2 separate regions of the Oryzias latipes genome follow, and region 2 is linked to region 1. Evidence: chromatin contacts called from public Hi-C data. All regions are on one chromosome and are shown on one strand. The core of a region is the stretch at or near the end of the contact, and the rest is flanking DNA. Distances in the headings are between cores, read along the strand shown. Region 1 overlaps cmip (C-Maf-inducing protein). Region 2 holds the start of cmip (C-Maf-inducing protein).

The links. A called contact is a pair of places that touch in the nucleus more often than the background predicts.
Region 2: a Hi-C map of gastrula embryo shows a contact between it and region 1, with 1.7 times the contacts expected there. The contact joins the promoter of cmip here to the enhancer-like site in region 1. A contact is called at or near these places in 4 of 5 Hi-C or Micro-C datasets (embryo, fibroblasts and gastrula embryo).

The regions. Positions count from the first base shown.
Region 1 is chr6:26,231,161-26,236,215 of ASM223467v1, reverse strand. cmip (C-Maf-inducing protein) reads left to right here. Exons shown (of 21, transcript XM_023955992.1): 10 at 306-752; 11 at 1,453-1,518; 12 at 4,482-4,508; 13 at 4,600-4,648. Among protein-coding and RNA genes, the nearest start is that of LOC101168458, 26 kb to the right of the region's middle. Within about 2 kb of position 2,740, at least 2 of the 8 cell types and tissues checked have an H3K27ac peak or open chromatin away from gene starts, as enhancers often do. A contact at or near this core is called in gastrula embryo, where this site is marked.
Region 2 is chr6:26,264,915-26,269,969 of ASM223467v1, reverse strand. It overlaps cmip (C-Maf-inducing protein), which reads left to right and starts at 2,230. Exons shown (of 21, transcript XM_023955992.1): 1 at 2,230-3,173. The coding sequence starts at 2,865.

The DNA of each region.
Region 1 (5,055 bases), core at 1,491-3,990:
GATGTTCCTGCAGTTCACGCCTCTGCGTCTTCAGTGGATGATGTAAAAGCAGCATTGATCTCTTGAGCTTTTTCTTCCGGGAATTTATTTTGAAGCCGTGTTTTCCGCCAGTGTTGTGTTTCACTGCACGGACCCCCCCTCCCCTCTAAACGCCTGATTCCCCCTAGAAATCTTCCTCAGAGCGTCTGCTCCCGAAGGAAGCGTCACTTTTGTAGCTGGACTCTCGGGAGCTTTTCTGTGTCTGTTGGAAACTGTTGCAAGATGACATAATGACTGATGTCCCCCCCCCCCCCCCCTCTTTGCAGCCGCGACAACTCCCCCAGCCTGAAGGAGATCAGGAACGGCTGCCAACAGCTGAATGACCGCAAGCCCCCCATGCCGCTGCGCCTGTTGCGTCCAGAGCCACCAACGCCTCCTCCTGCTAACCTTCTGCCGCTCGCCACCACCCCCAGCCCCCCTCAGCCACCCCATCCTGCCCCGACAAACCCCCCCATCCCCATCTCCTCTCCGACCCCCTCTCTGCCCCTCTCCCCTCCACCCTCCATCGTGAACTCCAGCGAGATCCTTGTGGAGCTGGAGCGCAACAACAACTCTGCCAACGTCAAGAAGAAGGCCGGCCCGGCGGGGGGCGACAGCGAGCCCAACCTGATCGACTGCCTGCTGGTCAGCCCCGCCGTCAACACTCTGTCCATCCAGCTGCCGGCGCAGGCTGACCGGGTCTTGGGCTGCTTCGCCCTCATTCTGAAGATGCTGTGAGTACCTGAGATAGTCCGTCGTGGTTCGCCCAAGAAGAGAAATGACCCCAATCGTCCTGCATCACTGTGCCAGATCTCATAGTGACGCTGCGCCAAGCTAGCCAGTAGTAGCAAGAAAGCTTCAAAGAGCGACTATTAAGTAGGAAAGTCCACAACCCAAACATGGCACCTGTGCGGCAGTCTTTCTTTTACCCCTTTAACACCTGAGCCGTCACCGGCGACAGCAGAAAAACACATTTTCTTTGATCTTCCGTAAACCTTCAACCATTTATGCAATGAACGCCATTCCAACCGATTCTGACGCGGACGAACAGCTTTTCTGCATGTCAGGAACAGCTGGTTGACGTTAATAACTCTGTACTGCTGTAAAGTGTTGCACATCATCCCATGGCTGCTTTTCCTCGCTTCAGAATCCGCTGGAATTGTATTAAAGGCGTGAACGGCCGAACAGTCACGGTAGTTCAAAGGACGTTAACACTAGAGCTGAAGTTCCAAAGTTAAAGAGTCAACTCTCTTTACGGGGGCTCTGTCCAACAATTAGGATGGTTGTTGACTCAATAAATCCTTCAATTAGTTATTATTTAATTCTTTGTCCAGCGATCACTTTACAGGCTTGATTTAGAAATTGATTTTGAAAAAAAACTTTTATTATGTTCAATTGTTGCAACAAAACTCTGATTCTCTGTTGTTGTTGCAGGTCAGACTATGACGACTGGAGGCCGGCTCTGGCCAGCCTGCTGCAACCCATACCCTTCCCTAAAGAGTGAGTATTGATGTGCAGAAGTCTCGTTGGCATACATGTTTAAGAAACGTCATTGGACATCATAGCATGAGCTCCTCCTGGAGGCCTCCGGTGGAAGTGCAGTGTGAGCCAAAGGCCTCTAATGTTGAATATATTGACCTTACGTGAGAACTGGACCCACCGAGTGTGACGTCTCTCATAGAAAATGGTTTGCTTCCGTCCCCAACCAAATGAAGTCAATTCAGTTTCTATTTTCTTATGATCTGAACGCCGTCATACATTGGAAACAGATGACGTCAGTAAGCAATGATTGGTCACTCTGAGTCACTGTTTCTATGGAAACCACTCTCCCCAATCATTAGTGAGCTTGTCAGAAGTCCACACCCCTACCACTGGAAATTTGTTGAAGGTTTATAGAACGTGGGGGTCAGCAGACATACAGACTTTTATTGGAGCATCTAATTGGTCAGTTTACAACTTGAACTACACAAAAAAATGATATGTTTTGAAGTTTTTACTGACGCACTTTTGTCGGAGTAACAAAACAAGTAAAACCTGCACAGCTGTACATATTATTACCTGGTAAATAGGAGCATTGTTGAAGTTTCTAATGTATCAGGATACGAGATCAGGAAGAATGAAGCATCAAAGCAAACACAAGAATGTAAACAGCAGTTCTGTCAAAAGGTTTTTTTTTTACAGGTTCATGTTGAGAAACACTGACACCAAAGTACAGGTCTGCCAGTCTTTAAACGAGTCTCCATCAATCACTAACTGACAGATCAATATGTGGGGGCAGATTTAACAAAGTTCTAATACAGTTATGTTTAATATTTAAAAAAATCGCTAAATGTCGGTAAATGTTGTCCAAGTTTTTAAAAGCCGTGTTGCAACAGCTGCTATGGGAGGGGTGGGGTCAAACACAAGCTCCACCTCTTCTTCCACATATTTTAAAGTCACTCGACGATTGTTGTTGTGAATTTGGGCTATACAAATAAAATTGAATTGAATTAAAATAAAACAGACAGAATTCGCTTTTATGAATCCATATCTTTGGTTGAAGCAGAACAGCGTTGAGCAAACCTTCCATCGTGTTGTTGTCGGCGTCTCAGAGGATGCAGCCATGGTTCTGATGGCGCCCTGTTGGGATCCTGCTGCTGACGCAGGTGAACTACATCACCACGTCTCCTTCCTGCCCCCCTGAGAGTCGGCTGTTGTTGATTGAAGCGGCCCCGGGGTTGTTTTTGGCTGGCCCTCTCAGAGCGTCATTAGCGTTGACCGGCCAACGTTCTGTTGTTTCTCCGCCGAGGTCTGTCCCAGGCCTGGGGCTTCATTAACAGTGGCAACAATTACCCCCCCTGTAATGGAAAACACAATGAGTCATATGAGCGCATACTGAAATCTGCCTCACGCTTACACGGAAGGACTGCTACTGTTTACAATGAGTTCACTGGGTTTTTAGAGCCACTGGAGGAAGTCCATCAGCGCTTTTTTGTTCATTTTTGTTCAAGTTTAGCATCAGAAAGAAATATTTCAGTTCCACTTTTGTATCAAACTGTTGCCATATTCGAGTCAAGTTAACAAACCAACACTGCAGTTCAAACACATGCTTCCCTTGGACTTTTCTGAACAATATGTATCTTCTCATTGAAGCTTTCTATAGCTACCTTTCTGTAGTTCCTCAATAGATTTTATACTTATTTTTTTTTGCCTCTAACTTAAACACTGCAGTATGAAGGCCTAACATCAAATTGAACAAAATAATCTGCTGACTTGCTGCATTTGGTTTGCATTGAGGACTGTGGACGTGCTAAGACATTTATGAGTTAAACATGTTTGCTGATGACATCCTTCTGTTCCCGTGGAACAAAAAGGTGCTGCAGGGTTCCACTCCAGCAGACAACTCAACTCCAACAAGAGAAAATAAATTCTTTGATTGGAATAAATGCGGGAGGAAAGAATACAACTCCAAAAATGTTTAAGCCAAGGGATGATTGCGTACAAAATGTTCATGTGTTCTACACTTTTTTTTTTTGTATTTTACAAAAAATTTTACCTTCATTTTACCTTCTTAAAACAATAAACAAAAAAATATATACTTTCAAAAGATGGCGAAAACCAACAAATGTAGTTTCCTTAGTTTTAACACAAACCATAACTCTAAAATATAAACAAAACATTTCTTATTGCTCATATTTTTGGAATATTTCTAACAATTTTTTTGAGTATGTTGACTCAAAAGTTTATATTAAAGTTTTTCAAAATTGCAAATTCTTTTAAATTGTATTCTTTTTTTCACATTAATTTAGTATACTATGCGGTAAACATTTATGATGCACTTTATATATTAATTTTAAAATACTCATTGGGACTGAATCTGGGAATTTCGAGATTTCTTAAAATTTAAAACTAATGGAGCAGATATGTGCATTACTTCTTGATGCTTTTCTTTTATAAAATGAGAATGGATTTTCTGAATGCTTTGATTGTGTTTCCCCAAATTTCAATAGAATAAGTCGGGTAATCAAGGAGTTATATAATAAATATTATGCACCGGTATCTAACAACCATTTACCTTTACACACAGCATAGCGATATTTGTGTTTTTTAATACAGTTAATATGAGATTTCCAGGAAACCTTGCATTTCAGACTTTTCATAATTTAATGTATTTAATGTGCTAGAAGTTTCTTTTAGGGCCAAAAAAAGGCTTATATGACTCTCAGATCCTAATCGAGTTGTTCAGACATTGGCGGTTCTGTCAGAGGAAGCCGCCAGTGTGTGAATGTGTGTGTGACTGTAAAGCGCTTTGGGCCTTGTAGGTAGAAAAGCGCTATATAAGTATACGCCATTTACTATTAAAGGGGTTTGTAGTTGGAGTTCATGTATGGGATTGTTCTCAAACTGTTAAATCTGATAGAACCCCTGATCTTAAGCATGTTAACATGCTGTTTCTCACATATGTGTTTGTTTCCTCCCTGCAGAGCTCTGGCACACGCCAAATTCACCAAGTAAGTCCTGCAGTCATCTGCTCGCTCCTGGAGGAAGAGGAAGAGGAGGAGGAGGCATCAAACTGATTTAACGCTCCTGTCTCTGTTTCAGGGAGCTGAAGTACGTCATTCAAAGGTTTGCTGAGGACCCGAGGCAGGAGGTGAGCCTCTATGTGAGCCGTCGCAAAAACGCTTCTGTCATGTTAAAAACAGCATTTTCACTGGAGTGAAGCAGAAGTCCATGAGTTCAGAGGTCCGGTCCATTCTAAACATAAGTGTCCTGCTCGCCGTAGTTAGAGAATAGCTTTTAGTTTTAATCATTCAAGACAAAATAATATTGTTGATCGAATTCCACAATATTCCAATGTGATTATTCCAAACAACAACAAAAAACTTTTGACTTGTCAAAATGCCTCCAATGAAGCGACCGTCACATGAAAGCACTCTTATTAAAGATCTTTTATCCTCCATGTTTTCTTTAAGATCCACATAGAACAGAGCCAATGGGGACATCTGTGTTGCGTTTCCTGCAGTTAAAGGGCTGAAAGCAGTTATAAGTTATAAGAAA
Region 2 (5,055 bases), core at 981-3,480, 34 kb before region 1:
TACTCTCCTAATCTTCTCCTCTTTGGTGTTTCTCGTGTAATTTGTCTCCAGTCTTCCTTCTTCTATGTTTCCGGCTCCCTGTTGTTAATGTTTCTGTGGTTTTGTAAGGATAATCAGGGGACGTGATGAAGAACAGAGTTCCTGACATGTTTTTTGAAGCACGAATCTCGGCACATCCAGCTGCGATGTTTGGAAAACTTTGAAAAAGCTTCTACTTCATAAAACAAATTGTTGCCTTCTTGGTTCCTTCACATGGATTTCTGCTCTGACTTAGGGTCTCCTAAAGGTGCATTTGGTTTGGGGTCCACTTTTTTTGTTCTTTTCAAATTTCACTTTAATGTCTCACTCTGATCAACTTTTGATCTGTTCTAAAATCGTTCCCAGTGATCTTATACTTGATTTATGCCGTTTTTAGCCAAAATAAAGAAATAAAATTTGTAGTACAAAGTTTCTGTTCATTAGAAATTCACCTCTGAGTTGAGGGCCGAACTGTTGGCCTGGAGAAACCCCACCCCCCTTTCGCTCCCCGTTGCTGAGAGCTCTTAGTTTACATGCTCTCCCGCTAGCTTACAGCCCCTCACAACCCCAACCTAACATTACGATGGCGAGTAGTAAAGTTTAGAGCCAGATTCCAGCTCAGATGAGCAAAACAAAGACGTAGATGCATCCATTTGTCTGCAATGATGCATCAGAATGAAGCGAAGCGGAGAGCTCGGAGTCTCTCAGCGTATTTTCTACAAATACGCCACAAAAATGATCTTTCAAACGGCATTTTTTAGTCTGCTCCTGATTCACAACAATTAGTAAAAGAAACGCGATTTTGAGCTTAATTTATTTCATAAATGTCCCCTATTATGTGAAAAAACCAGAAGAACATGTTAGAAACAACAAAGACACCATTTTTGGTGTAGGTGTTTAATACAAAACCCAAAATCATGAAGCTTTGAAGCTTTGATTTGGACTTGAGGCTCTGAACGCTACAAACCAGCAGATATCGTCCCATCAGCTGATCCCGGTCAGAATCAGAATCCTTTTATTGTGGAGTGGTGAAGAAAATAAAATGGAATAAAATAAAAAAAGAAAATACTGTAACTCACATGTCTAACCAAAAATCTCCAATATGTACAGAAACAATTGAATAAATACGAATGGAAAAAAATAGAATGGAATGAGTTGAGTTGCCATGAACGCAGGAAAAGCTGTTCCTCCAGTCTGGCCCGTCATTCTGCACCACAGGAACCTCCCTGATTTCTACAGAAGGTCAAATAAGTTTATCGGCCGTGCATGTCCCGATCAAGAAGGAGGTCGTCTACAAGTGCTTATGCTCCTAACACCACAAGATTCTGATACTAGGTCGCCAAACATGATCCAAAGGTCCAGGAGCTGATTCCTGCTACTCCTCCACAACAGAAAAGAGTTCTGGAAAATTATACAACAAATATTACTCACTTTATTGTTTCTTTTGTCTCATTGATCCAGTTGCAGTGATGTTACATGGCAGCTGTGCAGGTTAAAGTTGTTTGTTTTTCTGCAGAAATGTCTCGTTTGATGACGGTGCATCCATGAGGGAAAAAAGTACAAAACAAATCAATGGGAACTAAAGAAAAGAGGCAAATCAAGACTGAAAATACTTCAGAAAACCTGGAAAAAAATGGAAAAAATGAAAGATTTACACACAAAAATCGAAATAAAATTGAAAGAAGCAAAGTAGTGCAACTTAAAGAAACAGTGAAATATCACATTTTCATATAAACAAACTATAAAAAAGGTTAAAGAATGATCAAATAAAAATGAAAATAAAATTAAAAATAATGTTAAACGAAGAAAAGATTAAAAGAATAAATGATTTCATTAATGTGGAACAATAGTTTTTAAAATAGAAGTATTTCTAATGAAGTAGAATAAGAAAATATTCCTCAACAGAATCCTAATAAAAACTACATACAGTAAAAAAAGGTAATTGTTTTAGATTAATTAGTAAAATATTTCATAAATATTGGACTCTTTATAATAACTAAATATCATTGATCGTTACTTTATTTTATTTCTTACTATTGTATTTTTATAATTTTACAGTAAAAACGTTTAAAATTCTTTGTTTTATTGTTCTTCTTGTTTTAGTCAGAGGCGGGGAGTCACTAGGAGCTCGTGCTTCCTCCTGCATTTTTCCTCGCGCACGCGGGGGGTGGGGGTGAGCGTGCGTCCTCGCGGCAGACACTCGAGCACAAAGACACGCGGCTCATCCGCTCGCCTCCTCTTTGACGTCAGTCGGCGATCACATGAACGAGCAGCGGCCAATCGGCGCGGCGCAGCGGAGAGTGCACGCTCCTCTTCACACCGAGACAGAAAGGCGAATTCAACGAAACCGAGGCAGCGAACGGACACGAAAGCCCACGGAGGGACCGCACAGCTGCCGCCCGAGGAGACCCCCGCGCGCGGCGCCGCTCCCCCGCCGAGGATTACCGCGTTCGGCCCCGGAGGGGCGAACGGATCGGATAAGGCCATGGCCCTAACACACTGAGCCGCTCGTTGACGGTTCGGGGGGGTGGGTGGGAGTGAAGACGCACCGTGGAGACAGTTCACGGGCTTTGTGCGCGGACGGAAATGGTGGATTATCGTGAAGGGCTTACAGAGACCCCCCTGCGCCTGGATCTGCTGCTGTGAAACCCGCGGCTGTGCGTGGGCCCGCCGCACTAACTGAAGAAGTGTTGTGGCGGTGGGTCGGTAGGTACCCCCACCCCCTCCCGCGACCTTATCCGTGTCTGGTTTTCGTTTTTCTCTCGGCTGGGCCCCCCGATGGCGGAGTCCTGAGCCCCCCGGCGGCTCCAAACGTTCGGACGACCAAGTCTGCTGGATCAGGGGAGATGGATGTGAACGGCGGCGGGGAGCTGCACAACAACCAGTTCTACCAGTGCGAGGAGAGCAAGCCGCTGCTGGGGGAGATGTCGGATGGCCACAACAACGCCAAGCCGGGCGCGGGGCCCTGCAAGCGGCCCCTGCACCACTGCAGCAGCAGCGGGATGCGCTACAAGCTGCTGCACGAGGGCGACATCCAGGTGTGCGTGCTCAAGCACCCGCGCACCTTCCTCAGCAAGATCCTCACGTCCAAGTTCCTGCGGAGATGGGAGCCGCACCACCTCACGCTGACGGACAGCTGCCTCAGCTCTGCCACAGTGAGTCCCCCCCCCCCCCCCCCCCCCCTATCTGTGCGCGCCTGCATAAAAATGAGCGCTTTGTCTCGCATTTTTCGGGCTGTTTTGTTTTCTGTCCTCCTCCGGGATTACGCGCGGCTCCTCCTGACGCATTTTAATTGTAATTTACGCCTTCTCTCCGCCCGTTCGAGCCCCGGCACCCCCCCCCCCCCCCCCCCCATCCCGGGGCTCTGGCTCGGTGTGCTCCGGAGTGTCGGGCTGCGTCAGAGGGTGTGATGTGAGGGCGCTCCTCTGCGGCCTGCAGGCTCCTGCCGATCAGCTGATGCTGCCAACACAAACAGGCCCGAGCGCCTCCGAGCAGCTGCGGGAGCGACTCTGATCGGGAAGACTGCATCAGGACCTCCTGCGCGGAGTTCGGCTGCTCACCTGTGGAGGCCCGTCAGGCTGGCTCTGAGAAATTCAGAAAAACAAAACAAAACAAAACATGAAAGCGTTTTACGCGCGACCATCTCCATGTTTTCTCTGCAAAAACACGCATCCAGCAATTAACATCTTCAATGACAGAAATCATCACAAACAATCCAATTCGTTCAAATTTCCGATTTATCAAATAAAAAGAAGTTTAAAATGTTTTTCTAACAAGCGTCCCTCTAACTTCAGGACCAAAACTGTACACATGAGGAAGTTTGTGGAGCCAACATGAATGCTGATTCAGCATTTTCAGAGCTCTTTTTTCTGTCATTTATTTGAATATTCCTTTGATTTACTTTGTTACATTTGGAAACATAGAGTTTATATTGTATTGATCAGTTCTTTAAAGACTCACCCTGATCATCTTTGACCTATTTTTAAAGCAGTGGTCTTTTAATTATGATTATGCGGTTTTTAGACAAAATCCAAGAACCTGTGTCATTTTTGAGGACATAGTTTCTGCAGAGCGGCACAAGGACAACACAGCCTCTGTGTGGTGCGGGATTTTAAGCCCATCCCCTCTTCCCATCACCCATCTTATTACCCTCTCTCTCGCTAGTTTACAGCCCCTCACAACTCCAACCTAACTTTAGCGGTGCAACAAAAATGGCGAGCAATATCAGAGCAATCCAGCCGTACAGTTCAGATCCAGATTCCAGCTCAGACGAGGAAAATGAAAACATTAATGGATCTATTTGTCTACAGATAGATGTATCAGAATGGAGCAGAGCAGGGAGCTTGTGGCCTGCCCATTGTAGCACCTACATCACCGCTACAGACTTTCTCAAATGACCTTCTGTCATCTGCTCCTGATTCATAACAATTTGAAGAAAGAAATACAATTGAATTCCTAATTTTCTTATAATATATGTTCTCCAACATGAGAAAAAAAAATCCACTCGAACGAGCTAAAAACCCAATTTTCCTTGCAGGGAATCTTTAAGGTCTTGTCACATTTGAAGTGAGATCCATCTGTCAGGTGGTTAAGTTCAGAAAAAATGTTTTGGCGTTTATTTCCAAATGTTTAGGTTATGATTAATTACTTTATTTATGCATTTTGAACCTTCGTGTTTCGTTTGTCGGTTGTCATAGTTTGGATTTTGGAATAACTTGGAGGCTCGTCCGCCTGAATGAAACCTTTGCATAGCTGTTGACTTCCTTTAAGTGCACATTCCTACTTCAATTGCATTTTATGGGAATAAAACCCTGAAATGCAAAGGTGCTTTTGTCTGTTATCTAATCTGAGACAAACTCTCAGTCTAGATGAAACGCAAAGGATACGCAGGTTTTGTTCCAGCGAGTAAAAGAACAGAAGAAGTTGCCATGTTTTTTGTTTTTACTTTTTTCAGCGGCTGATGGAGAACCAAATCCTCACAGTCTGCATTTATCAAGTTGTATGAAGTCAAAACACTTTTTTAGTGCAAAAGGCAGG